2 separate regions of the Oryctolagus cuniculus genome follow, and region 2 is linked to region 1. The links are chromatin contacts, called in public Micro-C maps. All regions are on one chromosome and are shown on one strand. The core of a region is the stretch at or near the end of the contact, and the rest is flanking DNA. Distances in the headings are between cores, read along the strand shown. Region 1 holds the start of AMDHD2 (amidohydrolase domain containing 2). Region 2 holds the start of RNPS1 (RNA binding protein with serine rich domain 1).

Region 1 (4,593 bases), core at 1,381-3,880:
AGCGGGTCAACAGCCCCAGTCCCTGAGCCTCAGGACTCGGGGACACGGGACAGACCCCAAGCTTCCAGAGGGAGGAAAGAGGGCCCCACAGACGGCCAGGGGTCACCTGCCTTCCGACTGCTCAGCAACCTTGGAAATGAGAAGACAACACCACGTGGCCTGGAGAAGTCTCCTCGGGCAGAACTCCGACCCAGCCACATCCGGGACCCAGGTCCACACCTTCAGATCCCTGCCACCCCCCGCGAGCGAACAACCCCAGAATGAGGGCAGAAGCCGGCAAGCAGCAGGCGCAGGAGCTCGGAGCCAGGAGCCCAGGCCGAACGCGCGTCAGACAGCCTGGCCCTGGAGGGCACCGCAGGCGGCACCACCCGGCGTGCATGAGCCGAGTGCTCTGAGCAAAGAGCGTTCCCTCCGCGTTCGGCAGGGACTCAGGTGTGCAGACGTGAGAGCTGGGGGCTCCTGCACAGCCCCGGGGGCTGACTTATCAGAACCACAGGGAGGGGTCCGGGAAGCGGGAAACCGTCCCCAGCTTCCTGGCATGGCGCGCAGGCCGCCCTCAACCGACATCTCCGCTGAGCGCACAGCCCCAAGGGCAGCGGGCAGGCAGATGCCGGTCAGCTCAGCCACGGGTGACCCCGGCCACAGCCAAGTTCACCAAAGAGTTAAAGAAAAGAAAGGCCGCATCTTCAAGACTGGAGCTCTACAGGGGAAACCAGAACACCAAGTGCAGAGAAGGGGGGAGGGCGAGGCACACGCAGGGCAGGGGAGCAGCTGCCGAGGTCAAAGTGCAGGGGCTGCCGGCCCGCGGGGTGCCTGGCCCGGCTGCAGCTCCTAACAGAGCAGGAAGCAAAGGACAACGTGATAAGATCTGCCTCCCGGACCCAGAAAAGGGCCAGATCCTCCGGCCAGGGAGCAGCGGGAGTCCACGCGCCCTGCGCAGGCCGAGGAGGGCGGGTGTGTGGTGGGGGGAGGAAGCCCAAAGGGGGCCTCTGGCCTCAGGGCCGCTGCTGGGATTCCATTTTCCCTTCCAAGGCGTCCCTGCCTCCCAAGCTCCCGACAGCTCTGCCAGGTCCGTGCACCGGCACGGGTGCTGGGAGAAGGCTCACGCTCCACCTGCCCGGGAAGAACAGCCGCAGTCAGCGCCAGCGGGGCGAGATCAGCAGAGGGAGGCGGCGTGGGGGCGGCCAGGGCAGGCCCAGGCCTTCCAGCCAGAGCTGGGGGCGCAGGAGTGCAGGCCTGGAATGCGCCCGGGGAGACAGGCAGGAGGGGAATGCAGCCGGGTGGGGGCAGGGCACCCGTCCCGGGAGGGCCTCCGGCAGGACCCAGGAAGGGGAGCTGGGTGCTGGGTTGGAGTTCTCTGTGGCGGCACAGCTGGGCCTTGACCCGCCCAGGCTGAATGCGGCCTCTGTTCTACAGCACCCAGGGGGCTGCACCGGCCCAGCGCCGTCCCTGGCCCTGCTCTAGGTTTGAGGAAGCCTGGGCTCAGGCAGGAAGAAGGCTGTGCCCAGTCTCCGGGCCCCCTGCTGCGTCCACACACCCAGGAAGGGACAGGCCGGCGGAGCAGCCAGTCCCCGGTCCTGCAGCAGATCCAGCACCTCAGCCCGCTAAACCTCCCCTCCCCGCCCCCCGGCTGTGCTGTGGGTGCCCAGGCCACCCACAAAGCCCCAACAAAGAGGCCCTGCCCAGGAACCCTGGGTGAGCACGAGTGGGAAGCCGGGGAGTGGCCCTTTCTGGGAGGCTCATTCCACTGAGTCACAATTCCCAAACAGGCTGGGGAAGAGGGGCCCCACCAGGCCTCCCGCTGTGGCAATCACGAAGGCCGTGGGCTGAGGGTGGGGCTGGGGCAGAGGAGGGCGCTCAGAGGGCACAGGTGGGGCCGGGAGACCTGCAAGGGCGCGGGCAGGTGAGGCGGGATCCAGGCCCCCGACCGTGCCCCCCGGGGGGCGCAGAGCAGACTGACCACGAGGGGGCTGGCGGGCTCCTTCCCGCAGGCCGGGAGCCTGGCCTCACCTTGTGATAGACCTCTGGTGGAGAGGTGACCAGGGTGGGGCAGAAGGAGGTGACGCCGTGCGACAGGATCCTCCGGGCCACCAGGGAGACCCCTGAACCCACGTCCTCCGTGGCCTGGGAGAAATCAACACCAAATCCACCTACGGCCACAGAAAGGAAGGGGTCGCACGGGGCTCACGGCTGCCCGCCCGCGCCCCGGCGCCCGCCCCGCCCCGCCCGGGCCGCACCGTTAATCTGCACGTCGATGAAGCCCGGCGCCAGGATGCGGCCTCCGCAGTCCCGCTGCTCGTCCGCCACGCGCCGCTCCTCAAAGAACAGCTTCTCGGGGTCCAGGATGCGGCCCCCGCGCACCCACAGGTCCTCCCTGCGGAGCGGGACCGAGCGGCGGGCGCTGGCACCGCCGTCCGCCCCGCGGCCCGCCCGCGGCCCGCCCCCGGCAGGGCCCCCACGCCCACCTGAGCAGCGCCCCGCCGCGCAGGATGCGGCAGTTGGTGAACTGGAGCACCGGAGCCCGCGCCGCGCCCTGCCCGCCGCGCATGGTGAGCCGCTAGACGCCGGCGAGCGGGCGGCGCCGAGCCCCGCGGCCGCCGCTCCCCGGCCGCGCCACGTGACCCTCAGCTGACGGCGCCGCGTCACGTGACCGCCGCGCGCACGTGACCCGGCGGCCCACGTGACCGCCGCCGCGCCGTGACGCAGCTGCCCGGGCCCGCCCCGCCCCCGCGCCCACAGCAGCGGCCAGGACACAGGCTCCAGTCACATCCGAGAGCTTTATTGGACACCGCGCCGGCGCCACGCGGCCCCGGGCGCGCCGGTCTCGGCACACGGGACCCACGGGGCGACACTCTACCTAGGGTCACTACAGCGTTGGGAGGCAGGGCTGCTCCACAGACGTATGGACAGGTCAGGTCTCGTATAAATAAACATCCAGTGAAGAGAAATGACAACTGCGATTCATCCTCAAACACAGCACTCGAGGGCGGGGCTGATGGGGGCGCGCGGCCCAGATGTCCACAGCACAGGGCGGGGCGAGGCGGGGGCGACGGACGAGGGGCACTAGGACACTGCGCATTTACAAGACCAACTACTGAGGGGCGGCTGCCCGTGCATGGTCAGGCTGTTCATTCTGGAATGAGGGGGCGTCGACACCGTGCTCTGGCTGGTGGGTGCGCAGGGGGCTACTTTGTGGACAGGATGAGGGCGACGATGAGACCGTAGAGGCCGAGCACCTCGGCGAAGATGAGGATCAGGATCATGCCCACGAACAGCCGGGGCTGCTGGGCAGTGCCCCGCACGCCGGCGTCGCCCACGATGCCGATGGCAAAGCCAGCTGCCAGGCCGCTCAGGCCCACGCTCAGGCCCGCGCCCAGCTGCAGGAAACTCCTAGGGAGGAGAGGGCGGAGCGAGGTCAGCGGCCGGCGGCGGGCCGGGGGGCGCGCCCAGCCCCGCACTCACCGGTAGAGGCTGATGCCGTCGTTCAGGGAGTTGGCGATGAGCACGGCCACCACCAGGCCGTAGATGGCGATGATGCCGGCCATGACCACCGGGATGATGGACTTCATGATCATCTCCGGCCGCATCACCGACATGGCGGCGATGCCAGTGCCGCTCTTGGCCGTGCCATAGGCGGCACCCAGGGCTGTGGGAGGGAGGCAGGGTGAGCCCAGAGCTGCCCACTAATCACTGGGGTCAGGACCCTGGGGGAGGGGCAGGAGGCAGCCCTCAGGACAGAGTGCCACAGGGGTCGCCACTCTCCCTCTGGCTCAGCCACGGAACCCCGGCCCTGCTCCGGGTGAGCCTCAGGCGACTGCCCGTGACCTCAGGAGAAGGGCAGGTGGGCCCAGGAACCCTGTGTTGTCTGGTTCCCCAGGCCCTCAGGACAGGTCGGGGAAGGCCCGAGTTCACGTCTCTGCAGCCCAGGTGTTGGGCCTGCGTCAGCCAGCCGGCTTCCCGGGGTGCGGCCCCAGGCCGGGCGCAGCTGCTCTGCCGAGTCTGACCTCCAGGACGGGGGTGCCCAGCCTGCCGCCCCCTCCCAGAGGGCCCTCTGGGGCTCCCGGGGGTCTGCTCAGCAGTGTGAGGCGGCCTCCTCCCGACACCGCAGCCGTCGGGAAGGCCGCTGCTGGCCGGAGCAGGGGGGACCGGGGATGCTCGCAGCCATTCCTCTGCGCCCCGGCAGTGCCCGGCAGTGCCGTCCCGGGGTCCAGAGCCCGGCGACCTGTATGCGCAGCACCTCAGCAGACGGGGAGGAGGTGCTGAGGGGCCGGGGCGGTGGGGGGAGGGGCCCTGCCTCACTGGGGCAGCACCTTCAGCCGGGGACTCAGCATCATGGCGGATGTGGGGCAGGCCCAGGCCCACAGCACTGCCCACACCCAGGCTGCCGCAACACCCCTCCGGGAGGATCCTGGGAGAGGTGCAAGTGTCATGTGGCTGTGGGTGGAGAGACCAGAGGAACAAAGGCAGCAGGGCAGGGAGGGCCAGAGCAGCAGGAGGCAACAGCGGCCCAGGCCTGGGCAGCCCGCGCACGTCCAGGAGGGCCCCGGGCCCGACCAGGCGCCAACAGCGGGCCTCCTGTGGGGGCCGCAGAGG
Region 2 (4,593 bases), core at 1,318-3,817, 210 kb after region 1:
GGGGCAGGAGTCAGCAAGGCCCTGGGCAGGCCGCCCACACCCCTAGGAGGCAGCACAGTGCTGGGCCTTCCGGGCCTGGGCTGATCTGCGGGGGAAGCCCTGGCGAGCCGGGGCCCTGCCTTCCTCTGCAACACACGGGGCTGCCTGGGCCCTGCTCACACCCGAGCTGCCGGCAAAGGAGGCCTCCAGGGCTGCAGAGGTGCCACAACCACCGGCTGCCGCTGGCCCCAGGGACGCTGGGCCTGGGCTCGGCAGACGGCTCTCAGCCAGGCACGCGGTCCTCTGTGAGACCACTTGGCGTGCAGCTCCGCCCGCACCCTCCTTGCCTTCCTGGCGGCGCACGAGGACAAGCGGCTCTGAGTGTGAAGATGAGCACAGGCCCCAAGTCCACTGCTCCGCTCAGCAGCCTCCGACCCCGGGGCCCTTGGGAGGGCAGCCTGCGCCTTGTGGGAGCATCCAGAGATGCTGCTGGAGGAGCCCCAGGCCCAGCAGCCCCCTCCCCACCCCTTAAAAGGTTCAAACCCGAGCCAGGAAGCCCACAACTGCCGACCCGCGGGGCTGACCCTTTCAGAAGAGCCCAGCCCCTCCCCGACAGGCACCAACCAAGCCTTGGTGACTGGGCCCTCGACAGGCTGCGGCCCTCACTCACCGCCCAGTCTTCTGCCTGCTCCTGGGTGGCTGGCGAGCTCTGGCGTGACCCAGGCTACCCCTGGCCAGCAGCCTCAGAGGGCTGGCACCACAGGCCAAGGGCAGGGGGGACGCTGTTCCTTGTGTGAGTGCCTACGTCGGCCCGGCCCCAAACCGCCAGCCAGCAGGAGGCAGGGCGGGAGGCCATGTCTGCAAGGGCTCCGCCCAAAGCTGCCCGGGCACCCACCGGGCGCAGCGTAGCAGGCTGGCACCAGGGCCAGGGAGCCGACGCTCCTGGAGGGACGCAGCCGAGCGGGTCCCCCAGGGCTTACTGTCTCAGCTGCCTTGCAGACAAGTGTCTGCCAATCCTCAAGTGGCAAAAGCCGGGCTGCTCGGCTGGTGGAGCTCAGCGGCTGACAGCACATTTGATAACAGAATCAGTGATATTTAGCAACAAATCTGACTGAATTTGCAAGTGTCTGAATAAATCATGATTTGAGATTTAATATAAAATGTGTTAGTTTAGACATGTGCCAGATTTAATTACTTGGGAGCATTACCAGGAAAGAAAAAAAAAAAAAACTCAGGGAGGGGGCTGTCACGGCTGGGGTCAGTGCAGTGGTCTCCCCCACTCCCCCGCACAGGCACAGGTTCTGAGGGGGCTGTCACGGCTGGGGTCAGTGCTGTGGTCTCCCCCACTCTCCCGCACAGGCACAGGTTCTGAGCCCGGGCCCTGGGGGCCAAGGCCTCCTCCAGACGGCCCATGGCCAACACCACCCCCGCCAGGGGCTGCCCTCCTCTGCCCCTGAAGGCGTGCAGAGAACTGAACCTCCCGCCTGTCCCTCGAATGTGTCCAGACTGGACGGGCTGCCAACCCCGCCCCAGGGCAGCACACGCCGGAGGCTTCTGTGCCCAACTCCCTGGACACCCCTCGGCCCCGGGTGAAGGGTGAGGGCAGGGTGACCCTCCTGGATGGGGAAGGGAGTCTCACGCGCCGGCAGACCCCGACCGCTGCCCCCCTCGGCCCCGGGTGAAGGGTGAGGGCAGGGGGACCCTCCTGGATGGGGAAGGGAGTCTCACGCGCCGCAGACCCCGACCGCTGCCCCCCTCGGCCCCGGGTGAAGGGTGAGGGCAGGGGGACCCTCCTGGATGGGGAAGGGAGTCTCACGTGCCGCAGACCCCGACCGCTGCCCCCCTCGGCCCCGGGTGAAGGGTGAGGGCAGGGGGACCCTCCTGGATGGGGGAGTCTCACGCGCCCGCAGACCCCGGCCGCTGCCCTCCTCGGCCGCAGGTGAAGGGTGAGGGCGGGGTGACCCTCCTGGATGGGGAAGGAGTCTCACGCGCCGGCAGACCCCGACCGCTCTAGCGCTCCCCCCACCCTCCCGCACCCGGGCTGCCTCTCCGACTGCCCGCTGGTTGCTTTCTGCAAGGCCCTGGCTTGCACCCGCTGCTCCCCCCAGCCCTCCTGGCTGCCAGCTGGGGCGAGGGCGCCGTCCTTCCTTCCGCAATCCCACAGAAGCCCCCTCCCCAGCCCTCCCCACTCGCCGCTCCTGCCAGGCGGCTCCGACCGCGCCTCCCGGGCCTTCGCGCCCGCCGCTCCCTCTGCAGCAGTGGGGTTTGACCGCACTAACCCACGTCCTGCGCCGGCCCATCCCTCCGAGCCCTCTAGGCCGGCCTTGGAGAGGCTACCGCCCAGAAGACCCCCGGGCGAGAAGACCCGCCGCCCCCAGTGCGCACGCGCTCGCAGAGGCGCGGCCTCGTCAGCCCCGTCCGTGCCGGCCCCGGGGCCCCGGCAAGTCGCCATGCCCGCTCCGGGAGCTCCGGAAAGGGGCTGCCCAGGGCCGAGAGCCCTCTTGACCGGGGAGACACAGCCAGCGACCCTCACGGCGCTCCCCACCCTCGTCCGCTGCCCCGAACGCTCCGCAGCTCGCGCCCATTGGCTGAGGCGTTTTCGTCATCGCTGTGCGCCGCACGGCGGCACGTTCCCGCGCCTTCGCTCTGACGACAGAAAAGCGCCGGCCTCGGCGGCTGAGGAGAGCGGGAGGAGGTGGCGGCGGCGGGAAGATGTAAGTTGGGGGCGGAATCCGACCGCATCCGAGCTGCAGGGGCCGCCCGCCAGGCCGGGAGGGTCGCATCGTGCAGCCAGCCGGCTTCTCAGCCCCGCGATGGCGCGGCGGCCGGGCGGCGCGGCACGGAACTCGGAAAGAAAGAATGTGGCCCGGGGCGGCGGAGTGGGAGGCGTCGAGGCCGCGGCCCGGAAGTGGTCGGGGCCGCCGCCGACGGAAGAGCCGCCCGGCTGGGTCCGCTCCGCGGCGGCGCTCCTGCGGGCTGGGGAGCCGGGCCCTCCCTGCGAGCGCGGGGGGCGGCGGGGCCGCTGTGTGGGACGCCCGGGAAGGCGGCGCGCGCTGCCCGAGGGGCGGCTCCAGCGCTGCCGGCGGGTCCCGGCGCCGTGGCGAGGTCGGGCCGGCGCGGCGCGGGGCCGCCTGCCGCCGTGCTGTTGGCGTGGACCGTGCGTGAGGCCCAGCTCCGGTGCGGGGAGGGGCCCCTTCTGCTCGAGACGTGACTAACTGTTCTCTCCTCTCTCTGGCTGTTGGACGCGCACCTTCCGGAGGACGGGGGCGGTCACCAAGGTCCCGCGCCGGGCCCTGGACTTGTGGACAGAGAACCTCAACCTTTGCTTTCTAGCTGCCGACCGCGCCCGGCAGAGCGAGCGCGCCCCCCGTGGCTCTTCGGTGTTCGTCCCGAGGACACCGGCGGGGCTCGTCCTCGGGCGGGGCGGGGCGGGGCGGGGGTCGCCGCCCTGGCCAGCGAGGTGGCCGCTGCTCACGGGGCCCGCGGCGCAGCCAGCCCGGGCTGGGGTTCAAAGGACGACTCGGAGGGGAAAACGGGAAATGCAGTTCCCGCTGGGTGTGGGGTGTCCAGTGTTTTCTAAGTGGATTTACCTGGTTTGTGACGGCGCTACAAGGCAGTTCCAGGTTACTCCTGGCGCGCTCGGTAGTGGCCGTGCTGCCCCGAGTGATCCCACGGTGGGGCCCACGGACACTGTTGAATTCAGGAATTGGGAGTGTGTGGAACTTCGGAAAATTCATGGAAAGGGGAGTTAAAAGATAGATTTTGGTGCAAAAAAATGAAACCTACGCATGTTCTTTGCAGATAGGTATTTTCCATGACCTTTCTGAGGCTCCCGGTGCGGGGAGGAGAGCCTCTGGAAACAGCCCTTTTCATGTTACTTCTGTTGGGCCTCAACCAGGTGCGGGGTCTGTTTCGTGAGTTCATTGGTTACTGCCTTTGAAAATGCTGGAAGGGGGGTTGTTGTCACCGCATTGCTGGTAACAAACTGGCGACCAGAGGCCTTAGAGAGGACAGTGGCTGCTGAGGGTCCACAGCGAGGCCGGGGCTCTTGGCTGAGTTACACCCAGGGGTTGTCCCAGGACACCAGCCTGACCGGGTGTCCGTGGTCCCTTATGGTTTGGAGGCAGCCATTCTGAAGAGGGCAGCCTTGGCAAGGAGCTGCCCGGGGATCCTCTGCCCTCTGCCGCTCGTTGGAGTGTCCACAGCCGGCCCTCGTATTTCCTGGGTCAGAACGTGGATCGGCATCACGTGGAAGCGCCTGCCCAGCTGCGGGGCTGCGGCCGCGCGGTGTGCGGTGGGATGAGCAGCCGCGCCTGCTCACAGGTCACGCGGTTGTGCAGAACCTCGTGGAAAGCCTGGGTGAGAGATGAGCGGTTTTGAGTAACTGGTTAACGTGACTGCTCACCGTGTGCTGGCGTCAGGCACCTGGCCAGCCCTTAAATGAAGTGGAGCATCTCGCCCAGTTTCAAGTGTCAGCTTCCCCCCGCACACACACTTGCGTCTTTTTAAAAGTTCTAACCATACAGAAAAATTGAAGTAATGTTTAATGCTCAGTAGCCACCACTGGGGCTCTGCGGTCCCTCTGTTGGGTTTCTTGGCGCGTGTGGAGCCACC

The links. Hi-C and Micro-C count contacts between places; a contact is called where the count stands out from the background.
Region 2: a contact with region 1 is called in a Micro-C map of ear pinna, with 3 times the contacts expected there. The contact joins the promoter of RNPS1 here to the promoter of AMDHD2 in region 1. A contact is called at or near these places in 2 of 6 Hi-C or Micro-C datasets (ear pinna and skin fibroblasts).

What each region holds. Positions count from the first base shown.
Region 1 is chr19:32,793,768-32,798,360 of mOryCun1.1, forward strand. AMDHD2 (amidohydrolase domain containing 2) reads right to left here and starts at 2,631. Exons shown (of 10, transcript XM_051836227.2): 1 at 2,466-2,631; 2 at 2,238-2,374; 3 at 2,011-2,124. The coding sequence starts at 2,548. ATP6V0C (ATPase H+ transporting V0 subunit c) reads right to left here. Exons shown (of 3, transcript XM_070064099.1): 2 at 3,463-3,646; 3 at 2,759-3,390. The coding sequence ends at 3,186.
Region 2 is chr19:33,007,614-33,012,206 of mOryCun1.1, forward strand. RNPS1 (RNA binding protein with serine rich domain 1) reads left to right here and starts at 2,568. Exons shown (of 7, transcript XM_051836218.2): 1 at 2,568-2,693. The coding sequence starts at 2,692.